2 separate regions of the Triticum aestivum genome follow, and region 2 is linked to region 1. The links are chromatin contacts, called in public Hi-C maps. All regions are on one chromosome and are shown on one strand. The core of a region is the stretch at or near the end of the contact, and the rest is flanking DNA. Distances in the headings are between cores, read along the strand shown. Region 1 holds the start of LOC123143630. Region 2 holds the start of LOC123143638 (peptidyl-tRNA hydrolase, mitochondrial).

Evidence for each region. Hi-C and Micro-C count contacts between places; a contact is called where the count stands out from the background.
Region 2: a contact with region 1 is called in a Hi-C map of leaf, with 4 times the contacts expected there. The contact joins the promoter of LOC123143638 here to the promoter of LOC123143630 in region 1. A contact is called at or near these places in 3 of 5 Hi-C or Micro-C datasets (all in leaf).

The regions. Positions count from the first base shown.
Region 1 is chr1B:631,758,170-631,763,721 of IWGSC CS RefSeq v2.1, reverse strand. LOC123143630 reads left to right here and starts at 2,063. Exons shown (of 4, transcript XM_044562572.1): 1 at 2,063-2,570; 2 at 3,282-3,331; 3 at 3,455-3,507; 4 at 4,660-5,333. The coding sequence starts at 2,098. The coding sequence ends at 5,031.
Region 2 is chr1B:631,904,172-631,909,952 of IWGSC CS RefSeq v2.1, reverse strand. LOC123143638 (peptidyl-tRNA hydrolase, mitochondrial) reads right to left here and starts at 2,997. Exons shown (of 8, transcript XM_044562584.1): 1 at 2,682-2,997; 2 at 2,199-2,283; 3 at 1,393-1,460; 4 at 1,259-1,309; 5 at 1,108-1,181; 6 at 944-1,002; 7 at 784-860; 8 at 176-577. The coding sequence starts at 2,924. The coding sequence ends at 443.

The DNA.
Region 1 (5,552 bases), core at 814-3,313:
CGTGATGGTCTTCTCCTAAAAAATAAAATGGGTACCTGTGACATGGCACAGCTTAGCTGACCAATACTCACTCTAGTCCTTTTACTCAACATATAAGATTTGACTGAAGTCAAATTTCATAAAATCTGGTCATATTTATATAAAAAGGTTTCAATATCTACAGTACTAAAGTTATAAAATTAAATTCATGATGCATCTAATGGTATTGATATCCTATTGTGAATGTTGATATTTTTCTTTATAAAGTTGGTCAACTTTATAAAGTTGACTTCAGACAAATCTTATATGCAGAGTAAAAAGGACTGAAGGGAGTACAAAAAATCATCACCACCATAGTTAGACTTAGGAGTAGGTGCAGGGGCCGTCGGAGGGTATCGCACCACTGCCACAATTAGAAGTAGGTGGAGGGCGTCGGAGGGTATCCAATACCAAGACCTTACAAGTTGATCCAAACACCCTTACAAGTTGATCCAAACACCCGTGTGTGTGCCGGATCCCCACGGCGCAATACTGGAGCAAACATAGTCAACATATGTCATCGGCAAGGCCGCGAGCTCCGCCATAGGGGCATGCTACTGGAGCAAAGCAACCCGTGAGACCAGCGATGAACAGGATCTTGATTGGGAGCTCCGCCACTAGGACACCTAGAACAATTTGGAGGGTGAAAACGCATCTGGTGCTATCGAAGAATAAAAACCTCCCATCGTGCATGGCTTCCCAGTCATTACTAAGTGACCCATAGACGATTTGGGGATCACCGCACGTTGTACCATGGAGTATCCTCAAAATTGATGCACAATTTAGAATGTTGTATTTTTTTTACTAAGACAGTCAATGTAATTCTGCATAAAGAACAATATCAATGCACAAATCATATAAACACTAATGCAATTTAATGGAGTTTGAGTTCTAAACATTCAAGCAATTTTACAAAGAAACGAGCACTGCCGACATGCCAAGGTAAGGTGGATAAGCAGACAGGGAGACATGCACTAGTTGAATAATTCACAATTTAAAATTATCCTAAAAATTGATAGTCTTGCAAACCTCTACAAGTTATTGCTCGATACATGCACACTAAGCATAAACGCAAATTTCAGTCGCAAAAATGCAGAAGCACAAATGCAAATGTGAACTTGAGACCTGACATACCTAAATCGACGAAGCCTACTACACCGAGATCTAAATATGCGGCCTATTTTTCATATTTGCAATATTGACCACGTATTTAAAGTCAACTCACAGTCCACCTCAGCTAAGTTCTAGTTTCATAATGAAACATGGGTACAGACATACAGTGGACTACATGTTGAGTTTGAGAAAGTATCAAAAAAAGTTTGAGAAAGTACAAGAGACCATTTGCAGAAAATGATGACGGTACAAATTAGATAGAAACTTAAATGTGGTGCACCGGCGGGTTGACTTGAATAAAATACAATGTTAGACGTGCCATTATGATCTCTATAAATCTTTAAACCGAATCCAAAACCATACCACTAATCAAATATAATCTTATGGCTTTCATGATTTTTATTCGTATAGATTATACTCCCTCGGTAAAAAAATGTCTTACATTAAGTTACAAAGATTGTATAATCCAGAGCCATATATATATGGCTCTGGATTCTTCTTAATTTTTAAACGAAAAAAATTCAGAGCCATGTATAGAGAGGTCGCCTTTTCAGTATAAAACCAAAGTTACTGATTAGAGGAGGCCTTCCTACAGACACGGTTGTTCTGATCCCGAGCTCATGTGAGCTCAGATGAATAGTAAAAAAAAAATCTGAAAAGTCTGAAAAACATATTGTGCCAAACATTGACAAATGTTTTGATTGACCACCACTAGATGACATTCGTGGAAAACATGGCAAAAGAAAAACAATGCTTCAAAATATTATTTTTGAAATCATAAAAAAAAATTGCCACATCTTCCACGAATCTCATCTAGTGATGAAGCTTTTCACACAATTAAAAAAATTGTCAGTATTTGGCACAAAAACTCATATTTGTAAATTTCTTTTCAATTCTTTTTTATTTTACTGACGTGAGCTCGGAATGAGAACAGCACTTTCGCCTACCACTTTCCATGGGGAGGCCATGTTCTGCATTTCACTGGCCCAGCCCACCACGGATACTCGTCGAACACCAAAGTCCACCACACCCCCACAGGCCACAAGCCCACACGTCCCGATCCCCCCCGAAGCTGGCGGCGGCTGGCTGTGGCACGCGAGCACCACGGCCGGCGGCCATGCCCCAAAGCCCCTGAAGGCCGCCGCCGTCTCCGACGTGCCCTGCACCCACCACGCGATGCTTCCGGCGCTGAGACCTCGCCTCAGCCTCCCCCTCGCCCACCTCTGCCGCCGCCTCTCCTCGTCCTCTTCCGGCGAGGGAGCTCCACCCGCCGCCCCCACGGACGCCGCGACGCTGGCCGCGGCGAAGGCGCGGGAGGCGTATGCGGCGCGCATGGAGGCGTACAAGAAGGTGCAGGAGTTCGACTGGTCCAGCGGCGCTGATTGGAAGACCGCCGCCAACATCCTCTTCACGGTGCCCCCCAAGCGCAAGGAGTTCGGGTGAGCATTATTCGGCAGTAACCATAGCACATAACTAATTTCTAGGGGAGATGAATGAGCCGGGACACGCATTGTTCGGGGAAAGCTGAGGCGAATAGCTCGTATCGTTTCAGGGTTGATATCTGATGTCTGATTTAGGAATCTGTCATTTGAGTTCGGCATGGAACCTTGTTCGTGGAGCACAGATCATGGAAAAATCATGATGCATTTTGTTCTATTTTGTTTGCCTGTAAATCATACCCTTCTGCCAGGAATTACCCACAAACAAGATTTTCTTTTGTGAAAAATCCTACTTCGCTGAATTCAAGCCCTGAGAGGATTTTCTTTTCTCATACTGAGCTAGCAGTTGATTTAAACCCTAGCTATGTGACTCTTATTCTGTTAACGTTCAACAAATCATGCCTGAAATGAAGCTAGGAAAGTTCCTCATGTGTTCTAATAATAAGGTCATGGAAATACAAGTTGCATATTTCCTCAGAATGAGAAGGCGAGACGAAGGTCAATATTAGTACGGGAGGTCATAGTTTTTATCTCCAGTTCTTCCCATGGTGCTAATAAAAAACGTGTGTGAAATCTAGAATGCCTTTACAAAATTGAGGAGCATTCAATCTGCAACATTTTCTTGGAATGCTGGTTTTGAAGATGATTTCCATTACAAACATATTCCAAATGGCGGCCTTTTCTGATTTCTGTCATTCTTTTGTATTTCAGGCTTGACTTCCACCTTGTACAGCTCTTCTTTGTTTGCATGCCCTCATTAGGTTTGTTTCATGATAAACTCCATTCATTTCTGATATGTAGTAATCTTTGGGATGTCAAATGTGAAATTGCGAGTTCTTTTCAGTTTTCTATGTTTACATTGCGGCTTTTGTTTTGGTGTGCAGCTGTCTATTTGGTAGCCCAGTATGCACGAAGTGAGATCAAAAGGATGGAAGCGGTAATATGCTGTGATTCCCTCATACTGTGCAGTTTCCTTTGGAATAAAGGATCTCTGAAAATTTCAAATCTTGTGCAACAGTGGGCATAATTATGACCTATTGATATCTTATTATTTAGCGAACATTATGCTGAACTTGCTTTCATATATCAATGCTACATAACTGATCCTTTGGAGCTACTAGGTGAAAGAGTTTGACTTGTATGACAATTCTCTTAAGCCAAGAACTCTTAGTCATGATCATTCAGCCTTCTAACTGCGCCCTTGGGTTAAGTGTGGCCATGCTGTCAAATTGGTTAAAGCCCTGTGATGAAGTTTTAGCCTAAATGCACGTACAATGGAACCTGTTAGGTCAGTTCAAATTGTTAGTTCATGTGTTGTGGACTTTTCAAACCATCAATGTTATAGTGATCACTCTCTGCCAGATATGTTATTTATGTTCCAAGGCACATGTAGGCTTGTAGCACATTTTTCAGTTACATTTTATTAGGAGATCCTGCAGGTAGATACTCTATTTTGGACTTCTCTTTCTACATTGTGAAGCATGAACACACCAACCTTGTTACTTTACACTAAAAAGAATTGCACTCTACTACTAATGCTATCAGTTACTTACTAGAAACATGTGTGTTCCCTATGGGCTAAAAACGTTATGCTACATGTTTACATATCCGCAATTTCGTAGATTCCGGTGTTTCCACAAATAAGTATTAAGTGATTGGTGAGCAGTCCCTTTTCAATCCCAATTGTTGGTAGCAAATCTGGCTGTTGGTACGATCTCAAGGCAAACAGACCATCGCCATCAATTGGTTTGTTCACAGGAATTATTATGTGTGATACAGCAGATATATACACCTTAAGCAGTTACAGCTTTCTCAAGAATGTCATAGTTTCTGTTCTGAAAGTATACTTTAAATATCGAGTTGTACAAACAGTTGTTAATCTGAAGGTTGCACGTTTGCTCCAAATTCCATATATTTCAAGAGGAAACTATACTTTTATGTGGAACCATCGCAGTGTTCAAGTAAAACTAAAATTTGCATAACTCCAGACATTCCACATGTTATTCTGGCACTTGGTAGATTCTTGTAATGATATGAAAGGTGTATTCAGTAAACATTTACTGATGGAGTTTTATGTTGCTTGTCTCAGGAAGCAGAAGCAAAAAGGAAAAAAATCGAGGAAGTAGAGAAACAGAAACAACTTGAGGTCGACTCTGTTAAGGTGGATGCCGATTCGAAGCTGGCAACAGTTTTAGTCAGGTTAGATACACTGGAGGGTGTCGTTAAGGAAATTGCAGATGACAAAATGAGAAGTTCTGCCCTTACCAAAGAGGAATCTCTGAAGAAAGGTCAGACATCATCTCCTGATAAGGCCTCTGCTCCAAAAAGTGATGCAAGTGATAGTCAGCTAGCGTCAGTCAAGATTAAGGACATCAAGGATGCTACGAATTCTCCGCCAGATGCGACACAGCAGGACACTAAACGGGACAGAGGCAAGACAAATGGTGAGTCAAATAGTTGACATGCTGTTTTGGGGTGCTTGTAGTGATCTTCTGAAATGTGTTGTAGCCATCAGTTCAATTTGCAGTCTGTGGATCAGGCAAAGGGCTAGATCAGGTAGCACCTTTTCTTTTTGAGGGAGAACAGTTAGCATCATTTCTTTTTGAGGGAGTTCAGTTAGCACTTAGAAGTCATGGCTACGTTGATCCATTTGCCGAAAATTGTGGGAGCTTTGCTCCAGGTTGGTGTATATTCGCTCTGTCAACTATAGAGTAAAAACAACTCATAAAGTAACCTAATCCTGAGGCTAAAGTTTTATTTGAATTTCATTTTTCAAAGTTGCAAGTTTCAAACCTAGGAAAATAATTGTATGCATATCCATTTTTCTGGTTGGCCAAAACATGTTTATTGGTTGGTAGGTTGGCGTAGGCCAACCGTCTTGTGGTTCCAGGTTACACTGGATAATCATAACTAGAGTGTAAGATCTGATGTATTACTGTCTGTGGTGGTAACGCAATGTACCTAACTTCAGGTCTTCCCTGT
Region 2 (5,781 bases), core at 1,748-4,247, 150 kb before region 1:
CACATATGTACATTTCTAGAAAGTACAATAATATCTGTGCCTCAACAGATGCACATAACCTAAGTTTCATTACAGAGTCGTTAAAAATGCCAAAAAGGCGGCAATCAAGCCATGTAAAATAGAGAAACTCAATTTGTTACACAAGGAGATCTGCTTGGAACAAAAGCTGCTGATATAAGCACTAGAACAAATAAATGCTTCACGCTGGAGGCGAAAACGTAGTACAACTGTTACAAGCTTTGGTGTGCGCTCCATTGGACGCCTCTACAAATGAATCTGGAATTCAGGATACATATGCTCAAAATGAATCTGGAATTCAGGATACATATGCTCAAAGGACAAAGGTCCTTTGCGCTTTCTAGTTTCTGCAGCTACCTGAGTGACTCTTAACCTGAACAAACTAATTTACACTTCACAGTGTGCATCGCAGCGCTGTTTACGGTCAGGTTATTTTCATCTCTTCAACGTTTTCAGGTGGCCGTGGAGCTGGAGTGTTCACGAAGGTCGCACTCTTGTTGAATCCTTCCAGCAACATTATCCGCACCGCTTGCAAGCCCCTCAGGAACGTGGAATCAAGCTGCAAAAGATTGGGGTGGAGACAGAAGTTAGTTGATGCTGTGGTTTTTTGTACACATAGACATAGTGCTTCAGCTAGTCACTGAGTGCTTGCTTACAAGAAAAAAAAAGCACAGGATCAGCGCAGAAGCAAATTTCCACGCATATTCTTCAGTTTGGTATATTTTTGTCAAAAATATGTACAATGCAATATGCGGGTAAAAGTACCTCTTCTTGTTCTTCCTTGCTGAATGCACGTAGAACAAAACCGATGGCTCCCATCATTCCAGTTGGCCGTCCAATGCCTGCAAAACATTTGGGGGATTTGTATTTTCAGATTCGTCACCTCAATGACAAAGGAGTTAAAAGAAGCGATCGTTTGACATACCAACTCTTAGCCGTGGGAAATCACGGCTTTGTTTCAGATGGTGAATGACACTTCTCATCCTGAAACATTAATCATATGTTAAGGTAGAACAAAGGGCAAACGATTAAGAACAAATAACAAAGAACCGCGGAACATAGCAGGATGGGAACAGGTTAAATAAATACCCATTGTGCCCACCATGTCCCCCCTTTGGCAGTAGACGTAGTTTTGCAAAGGGTAAGTCTAGATCATCGTAGATCTAAAAGAATCAAACAACAGTTTGTGAATAACTAGGAACATCAAAACATGTATTATGAGCTAGCGGACAATATTTACCAGAACGACTTGGTTAAGTGGTATCTTGAAATATGAAACCAGCTGGCCGACCTGCATAAGGCAGTCCTATTCAGTAAACAGGGCCTGCTGAAAGTAGTGATCTGAAGCTGCATTATTAGAGTTGCTGTACTTACAGACTCACCACTTGCATTCATAAAAGTCTGCGGCTTGGCAAGCATTACAGGGACATCACCAATAAGGCCTATAAATACAAGGCAATATGATCAACAATGCCGTTTCAGGAATTTAAATACTTATCCATGTCCATTGCGAACAAACAATCAAGCATACGAAAAAAAAAACTAAGAACTTGCGTTTTAAGGACATAATTCTTGATTACACAAATATTGGCATGTAGATACTTCTTACAGTACGTTAACCAAAGATATAAGCCTAGTGCATAAAGGTCACGAAGGAATCGTTTTTCTCAAAAATAGAGTGCAACCACAAATGATGGGTTAACAGTTCACACCCATCTATTAGACTATTACAACGTCCTGGAGTTGGATAATACTCAATAGAAACAGCAAGAACATTTGATTTTGCTTTCTTACAGGAAAGTGCGTCAGAGGGACAGAATGATGAATACCAAGTCTTAACCAACAAGCCTTATTTGGTTACTCTTTATGTGAACAATTAGCAAAGTAAAAAAAAGCTGCCGGAAAACACAATTCAAAAACAGAGCTAGACATAATTTGAGCAGGCCAACATTTAGCTTGTTGCAGTGGTCCGTTATAAATTACTCCCTCCGTCCCAAAATAAGTGTCTCGACTTTGTACTAACTTTAGTACAAAGTTGTACTAAGCTTGAGAAACTTATTTTACAAAGTTGTACTAAGGTTGAGACACTTATTTTGGGATGGAGGGAGTATATCTCAAATGTACAACTACTGCATAGCTGCACCTATTGTAAATCAACAAGCTTTATGTGTGGAAATTACCTTTCCCAACCATCGATTTGAATTGCTTAGTGCTGACAGATATCCCCTCAGCTTCTGCAATAGCATCAATCATCTCAAACCCAACCTATATGCAACAACAGAATGATTACCAACAGGATATAATAGTGATATACTGTAATCCAGAGTATAGTTCAACTAATCACATTAATCGGGACAGAACGCAGTTAACTGAAAGCCAAGAGTTTGTAGTATCAAGCAAGCAACCAAAAAGATAACACCTTTACCCTGGCGAGGAGCTTAGCATCAAGCCTAATTAGCCTTTCCAACCACGCAACATCAATGTTTGTAGACGTAGTTAAAATGGCTTCAGAAAATTGTACTAATTTCTAGCAACTACCAGTAGGATTTATGAATTGCATCATGATTAACTTGGACAGTCGACAGGGCTACCAGCTGAAAACGCAGAGTTCCTTCTAAGACAAGCAAAGCGGGATCCAGACAGCTGGAGCGCCGGAATCTTACGTTGTGGCGGGTCCCCTTGTACATCCTGCCGGGGTTCCCGAGCCCGACGAACAGCCACGGCTTCTGGGCCGCGCCGGCGCCAGCGCCGGCGCTGGCAGTGGCCGAGGAAGAGGATGACGAGGAGGCGGTGCCGGTAGTGGGGTCGTTCGCCCCCATGCTTCTACGGCTCGAGCGGGCGAAGGAGATGCGCGGGGAGGTGAGGCGGGAGGACGCGGAGGCGGGGACGCCGGAGAGTAGCCGCATCGCCGCCGTTGTGGTTTCCCCTATAAAACGGACGGGTCCTGGTTGACCCGGGTCCCAATCGAACACGGGATTCCCCTTTGACAAGCTGACCGCTCTGCCTATTGGGTATTGGGCTGGACTTGTGGACCGCTCCACCACCTATTTGGGCTGAAGGTCATATAACTCTTACCACCCGTTTGTCTCAAAAAAAAAAAAAAGCTGAAAGAAAAGAAAAAAAACTCAGGGCTTGTTTGGTTTGTGACTAATTTTGTCACAGCTTATCACACTATGTTTACCCCTCAAAAAAATCATACTATGTTTGTCACACTTGCTTTATGTTAGGTGCTCAAATAGTTAGCCACACATTGGCTTGCCTCGGGAGTCTTGCTACATTTTTTGTCTGTATGACATGTGGGGCTTATTTGTCAAAAAAAAGATTTTTGCTTTAGGTGTGGCTAAAACCAGACAAACACCTAAATTGACAAAACTTGCCTAACTTAACATGTGGCAAAGTGTGGCTAGAAACCAAACAACCCCTCAATGTTACGTTGATCTTAAAATATGTACTCTTAGCCCAAGTGGTTTAGCAAACTGCATGTCTTACAACTGTATTTATTCATGGCACTCGCATGTTCTTGCTATGTCAAGTGTTATGTTGCTCTTCTCTTTTCTTTCAAATACGCGAAGACATTGCTGGGAAGCATTGGGTTCAGGCTTGACAGAGTACTGTTACTACTCTTTGCACAATTTTGACACCGCTCACACAACACACCAACATGGTTTGGATATACACATGTATTTCTCCTTATTTCTAGCAGTAACCGATGATTTCCAAAGTAATAGTCAAGAACATAGCACCCAGAAGGTCTTATACTTTTCTTTGTAATGTAAGGTTTAGAAGCTTAAAATTTGATAACTACTATAGTAAGTTTGCCTACATGCTTCCCATGATGTTTGCAGGGCAGCAAAGAAGCCACAAGTTCAAACCAATATCTAAATGCAAGTTCAAGCCTCTTTGTTCGATACAAAATTTATTTTTATGGTCCTACATTTGCAATGGCAACTTAGTCTTTTATCTTTCATACCATGATTAATACAAGCTATGAACCGTCAAAGATCTTGGTTTTCGGCGAGCCCAAATTTCAGCCTTTAATGGTCCAACAAAGATCTTGTCGCTATTATTATCTGCATTTTAGATGATTACATTTACATATTTGAATGAGTGAATGTGTGAAGATGATGTGTCTACATAGATTTTCTTGATCTTGATCATTTAAAAAATGCACAATTATTTTTGGGTTGATTACCATTTTTAGATTGTAAATGTGTTAATGTACATATTGAGATGTGCATGTTCATTTAGATATATTAAAACTGAGCACTTTTCCTAGCATCTCAGGCCATTAGCATTCTTGACTGTCGGATCTCCAGTTCTAAGCATTTTTGGCCGTCTAATCAAACTCTTGCGCATTACTTCTGGCCACTGGACTGGGCAGCTACTCCCGCAACAAAATTGAAGGCCTGCAGTTAATTGGGCCCTCTTTGATGAAGCCCACTGATCAAGTAATGTGCCCACGTCGTCCTTCTCGCGAGAGAAAACAATCCGAGCCTCGATCCAATCGATCACATGTACGAGAGACCGACGCGGGACAAGCGATGCACGCATTGGCTGATGCAGGTCCAGTCGAGGCCCTCGAGAGGCGCAAGCAGCGATGAGCGCCTCGCCGGCCGATGCGGGGGCGAGATGCACAGTAAAGATGGACCGACGGGTGTTTAGTGAGGCATTAAAGCTGCATCAATGTGGCGTGTGGGCGATTGAAGCTGATCAGCCATCCTTGAAGCGCCGCAGTAAGACTAGCCACAATGGGTAGTAACATAGAGTAGTAACATCGACATGTTACTAGTCTATGTTACTACCTCTATATTGGGTAGTAACATATGTGTGATAACATGCAACCCTTCATTTATTAGGCTATAAACACATCTTGCCTTGATATGTGTGATGTTACTACTACTACTAGTAACTAGCTATGTTACCACGTTTCTCCTTTTCTTCATTTATTGCTTGCCACATCATCTATTTTATCTAGATATGTGTGATGTTACTACCTATGTTACTCCCATTGTGGGTAGTCTAAAGCATCCGTTTCCATCGTGTCCAGAGTCCAGACCCCTACCGGCAAATACTGGCGGCGAGAATCCAGAGAGGGACGAGCGACTGCGCCTTCACCTTCCTGATGACGCCTCGCCGCAAGAAGACGCGGGCCATGGAAGGACATGGGTGTTGACCACGACGACGGCGTCCTTCTTGTGTGGTTCGAGCTCAAGGCCGAGGTGGCTGTCCTCGGGGACGTGCTCCTCTCCGACAGTCCGACTCGTCGTAAACGGCAGGACGCACCACGTGCTTACTAGCTGGCCGCGTCCTCGACGGTAGGTAGCACAACAGCGTCATCAAATGGCAAGCCGCTACATCGGTCGAGGCCTGGCCGTTGCGTCGGTGTCCCCTACACCCAGCATGGTACATCCTGTTCCTCTTCCTCTACCTATTCTCCCGCGGCTGCAGCATCAGCGGCGGTCATCGTGCAGTGTCTGTCGGGAGACACGCAAGTACACCACATGCACATTATTTGATCGATTCCTTCTCTTGGTGCTAGCAAAGTCCCTACATGAGTTCCCGCAAAAAAAGTCCCTACATGAGCACGTAGCAAAAACACACGTACTTAGTTTATGAGCCGCCAGCTTACTTGGTCAGATTGATCTCGCGCCGGAAAACGCACTTCAGGACCATGAACGGGTAGGCGACTCGGAATACTCGAGGAACAGAACGGCCGGGCGCTGCCGCATGATAGACTAACAGTAAAATATTATAGTTTAGTCT